Regions from separate parts of the Gossypium arboreum genome. Here region 1 is linked to region 2. A link is a contact called in public Hi-C data. All regions are on one chromosome and are shown on one strand. The core of a region is the stretch at or near the end of the contact, and the rest is flanking DNA. Distances in the headings are between cores, read along the strand shown. Region 1 holds the start of LOC108468154 (NADH dehydrogenase [ubiquinone] 1 beta subcomplex subunit 8, mitochondrial-like). Region 2 holds the start of LOC108469150 (L-lactate dehydrogenase B-like).

What was found. Hi-C and Micro-C count contacts between places; a contact is called where the count stands out from the background.
Region 1: a Hi-C map of leaf shows a contact between it and region 2, with 2.4 times the contacts expected there. The contact joins the promoter of LOC108468154 here to the promoter of LOC108469150 in region 2. A contact is called at or near these places in 2 of 5 Hi-C or Micro-C datasets (both in leaf).

The regions. Positions count from the first base shown.
Region 1 is chr8:12,854,197-12,856,896 of ASM2569848v2, reverse strand. It overlaps LOC108468154 (NADH dehydrogenase [ubiquinone] 1 beta subcomplex subunit 8, mitochondrial-like), which reads right to left and starts at 1,302. Exons shown (of 4, transcript XM_017769026.2): 1 at 1,077-1,302; 2 at 889-975; 3 at 668-763. The coding sequence starts at 1,214.
Region 2 is chr8:12,724,452-12,727,151 of ASM2569848v2, reverse strand. LOC108469150 (L-lactate dehydrogenase B-like) reads right to left here and starts at 1,294. Exons shown (of 5, transcript XM_053017954.1): 1 at 1,083-1,294; 2 at 634-806; 3 at 452-514; 4 at 1-369.

The DNA of each region.
Region 1 (2,700 bases), core at 53-2,552, 130 kb before region 2:
GAACCTTTGCAAAATTCATCCTCTCAACCATAATCATTGTTGAGAAAACAGGCTAGAGTCCTCTAGCATGAAATATCTTCCATCCTAAAGCAGGTAGTTCACATATCCCCCTATTCTGGGATAATGACTCACTCGAGCTTGAAGTTCAAAATTTCTCAGCTTAAAACATGAGTGACATTATGGTACCTTTTGATCCGGTCACTATCCTACATTCCTATTTTCCCAATTTCAAACATATCCAAAACACCACTAAGCTACAAATATTAATATTACATGAACACGTTAAAAAAACTATAAGGTAGCATTTGGGGTCTTGGGTTTCAAACTTTGGATTTGAATTTCGAGAATAGTGCAAATTGAGTGATAATACACATACAAATATATTACTCATGATTGTTTCTCAAATCCCTGGATTTGTTGGATGCCTAGTAGTGAATTTGAAATTCCCAAGGAATTTAACAAATTCATGCTTTTTATACTTTCCAAAAACGCATTATATTGAAATTCATCTAATTTATTCATAATATATACAATTCATTCTCACAATTTATATAGCAAATGAAATCCAAATCCAAGAGTTTCAATTTCATATTCCCAAATGCAGCATAAAGAAAATTGAATTGAACTAAGGCAAAGTCAACTAATCAAGTCAGAGATTTGAACTCACGAATGGAATCTTGGAGGCCTTATCATTCCACCAAGCCAAAAATCCCAACGATGCAAAGAAGCTCAAGCCTCCACACATCCAAGCTAATGCCTCATACTACTCCCAGAAAAATGAAACATAGGAACAAGAACAGAGAAAAAAAAAAGAGTAATTTCTTCAAATAATCCAAAATCCCACTACCATAAAACGCAAATGAACATTTAAATAGAGAACTTACTTACCTTTCCGACGGTATCAGCGATTCGATCAATACAAGGTTCTGGAAATGCAGTTCCATTGTCCCAAATTAGCTCGTCATTTACAGGAAGCTGAAAGGTTCCAGCAGGAGTAAAATTGTAGGGTTTTGGGTTAGTCTTTTTAATGATTTTAACTGAATAGATCTGAAGAATTATGAAGTGATTGAGCTTACGGGCTTGTCGGGAACGATATGTTTGCCGACAGGGAGACCCATACCGGAACGGAGTCGAAAAGAAGAGGCGACGGAGCGCGATACGACGCCAGTTCCGCCCATTATACGTGACGCTACGTTGCTCAATCTTCCTGCCATTTCTTTTCTCCTCGGAACTTTCTGCAGAACCAAACTCTGGTTTCTGTATTAATATTTAGCTATGACTAATTCCAATGGGCCATTTGCCCACGATAGGGATAGATAAATGATATTCAAACGATAAACAAAACGTAATGGATTCGAAGCCGAAGCCCATCAATATGGACCTATGGAAACCTTTTTAGTGTCAAAATTGTGATATTTTAACTTGTTCAAATATCAGGTTTTAGGTTTGATTTTCACATTACATAAACTGTTCTGTTTCTAAATATATTCTAGTCGTCCAAATTTATTTTGATTCAAACCCAAATATATTCTAGATATTTGGAGCTGTGAGTCTATTTGTATTCATAATTTTTTAAGTACATATTACAAATTGAAGGGAAAACACGACAATAGATTTTAAACTTTAGTCTTTTGACGGTGAACAAAGGACTTAATCACTATTCATTAACGCTTTAAAAATTTTAAATATATTTTTTTCAAAAACTTAGTTTAAGATAAATATTTAACTTGACTTTGAAATTAAGCCTCTTTCGTCTCAAGGTCCTCCAACACTTAACCTCGACCTTAGATCTTGCAAGTTTCTATTATCACCCAAAGTTTCCCTTTATCTTGAAACCACATACAAATGTATTTAAATTCCTTCAACCCTGAGGGGTTTAAAGAGTCCATAACCTCTTTAAGGTCCTCATATAATCCATCGGTGCTTAAGACGTCAATCTCTTAAAATTTTTATATCTCTTCATTTTTATTAACCTCGTAGTTATAGCTCCCTAAGAGGAGTTTGAGGAGTTCATGTGGCACATCCATGATTGTCCCTTGCATTTCATAGACTCGTCATCATAAGATACCCCAAGTAGCAACGATCTTTTCCTCCAAAAAGTTTGAATGCCCCACTCATGCTCCCTTTATGATCACCTTGGTACTTGACACACTGATCCTTAAGGCCTTCGTAATCTTTCCCCCAATTTACTCAAAGGTTTCAATCCTCAAAAACCAATAGGAGTCTAAGGAGCATTCAAGCCACCTATAGAGTCCCATCGATACAAGAAAAGATGTGAGTGTAGGGGTATGATGAGCAAATGCTTATATATTTTAAGTCTTAATTCCCTCACATTTGCATTGTTCTTAATTAATTTTTAGTTAGTTTTGTATAAATAGGTCCATTTTTCCATTAGCTATTGAAAAAAATTAGTTTTAAGTTATTCTTAATGTTTTTGTGTTCTTGAGTTACAAAGCTTTTCCAAAGTCTTCTTGTAGACATTAGATTGAGTTCAAGAGAAAAAAAAAGCATATTCGAAAGAGGTGGAAAAAGGAAAAAGCTGGAAAATGCAAAAAGTCTGAATCTATTTGCAAATAATTCACTTTACATAAACACAAAAAGTAAGAATATGTTCTACTTTTCGTCAGTACTCGAGTTTCAAATTTGTGATATTTATTAAATTAATTAGGCTTTTGGTCTTTTCCGCTCTAGCTTGAGATC
Region 2 (2,700 bases), core at 45-2,544:
GTTAATACCTTTAATGCGGATATTGTAAAGAAAATTATGTGGATCCCTTTGGCGGAGACAATACACGATGAATTCCAAGTGTGGAGAGGAGAACCGTCTGGCGATTTCTCAGTTAGAAGCCCCTATAAACTATTACAGGAGACTAATTCGGATCCTAGTAATAATATATACAGGCTGAGACTAAAGATTTTTACAGAAAAGTATGGAATTTATACATCCCTTCGAAAGTTACAATAATAGTATGGAGAATCTCCTGAAATTATGTTCCTACTTTAGCTAATCTCAAGCATAAAAAAGTGGTTGTGGAAGCTCATTGTCCTCGGTGTCGTCACTATGGAAAAGATAGTAACCATATATTTCGGCAGTGTCCTACAACAATGGAGGTATGGATGTACTTAAACCTTTTCTGGGTACTTAATAATGTCATTCAAAGCATGTGGGAGTGGCTTACCTAGGTTTTTAGTCGGGGGACTAGCGAACAGTGTCGTCTTTTCTGTTGCGGACTTTTGTTAATCTGGACATATAGAAATTGGTTAATCTATGAAAGGAAAAGTACGATGGGTAGGTACATTTCAAAAAAAAAAATTATAGTTATATTTCTGAGTTGGATGGCATAGAAAAGAAGAAACTCACCTTAAAAGTATATAGAAGCCATAAATATGTCGATAGGAGAACAAGTGTGGCAATTTACTTTGACGTAGCCTTCGACCAGCAATCTTGCAGATTTGCTTCGGGAATAGTAGTACGAGATGTGGGGGGTGAGATCTTGGCATAAAATACGGTTCTCCACTTCAATGTAGCATCTCCTTTTGCAGCGGAGGCATATGCAGGATTACAAGCCATGCCATTAGGAATTTCTATGGGTTTTAGTATTTTTGAAATAGTGGGAGATTCAAGAACTATAATAAAGAAATGCCAAATTATAGATTTCGACAGATCGGTTATTGGAACACTTATCAGAGATATTCACAGCAAAAAGGTCCATTTTCAAGAGATTTGAGTTTCATTTTATCCCTAAAATAGAGAATACATACGCCCATATTCTTGCGAAAAAGACACTAAAAAAGGGTGAAGGCCATTACTTGCTGGGTGATGTTCCAGGTTATGTTCGTCGCGCACTGGAGAAAAGTTGGCCAAGGCTACCAGACTGAAAAAGGAAAGTAGGCCTTCGTTGGAAATAGGTAGCAGAAGACTAAAAGATTTTTTGAAACCTACTATCATCAAAAGCTGGGACGGTGATATGAAAGGACACTGAGTTATAGTGTCTAGCTGTTGATTTCGATTGGTATAGGATAGGATTAGGTTTCCTTTTTTTGTTTCATTCATTTTAAATTTCATGGGCCAATTCTGTGCAGATTTGGGTCCTGTTGCTTTGTTCTTGTTTTAATTAGCTTTCTTTACTGGACTTAAGTCTAGTGCTATTGAAACTATTTGTTTTATTAAGGTTTAAGATTTTATAAAAGTCCAGTCCAATTTTCAAAAAAAAATTTACTCAAGTTTAATATTATTATATTAATAATAAATTTTATTTTTAAAAAATTAAAATTAAATAAAATATTAATACAAATTGTTAAAATTTTAATATTACTAAACATAAATATTTAATTATTTATAGATAATCATATAATAAATTATTATTGATATTAATAATTTATTATTTAATATTTCAATTTTATTTTAATAATAAATTTTTAAATAATATTTTTGAAAAATATTCAATATTAATATTTTAATAATAAATATTTATTACATTTATAAATATATTAATAATAAATATTTTGTAGTATAAAGGTTAAACTATCATAAGTCTATGTAATCTTCACAAATTAGAATTTTGTCCTGTAATTTTATTTTCAAAATTTAACCCTCTACTTTTCAGATTTAAAAATCAAGTCAATTGTTAATATTGTTATTTTTTGTCAATTTTGTTGATGTCACTAATTTTAAATAAAAATACTTAGTATTCATGTAACTAAAAAATGATGTTATAATGGATATGAATTTAACAAAATATTTTTAATAATACTAACAACCTGAACCTGAATTTTGATATCTAAAAGTGAGATTAACCCAAAAATAAAAGTACATTAACTAAAATTTAAATTTATGAAGAGCTCAAGGACTTATAACATATTTTAACCTAGTATAAAAATATGAATATTTTAATTAAATAAATTTGAGTATTTATTTAAATAATGCTTAGCTTCATTTATCCCTTATAACTTTAATGTGATAATATGTACTCTTATATATGTAATATATGTATTTAAATTAAGTTTTAATTAAGCATTATTTATTATTAAGTTGACATATAACATTGATTATTACAAAATATTTTCTTATTATAAAAGAAATTTCGATTGGTAAAAGGAAATTGCACTATAATATTTTATAACAAATATATTTACCTCGTGTTTTTTACAAAGAATAATGTAAAATATTAATTTATAGGTATAAAATAAACTCAATTAAATAATAATAATAATAAGAAAATCTCAAATATATGATTGTTTCATTACACACACATCAATTCACGACACATCAAACCATCTTCAGTAGGGACAACTTGCCTTTCGCAACCCACATAGCATAGAATTTTTATAACTCAAAGGAAACAAAAAGGAACTCACTAGAAGCTTCAAGACAAAATATACTCTACTGGTCTTTTACCTCGATTGCTCGGGCATTTACTAACTTCTT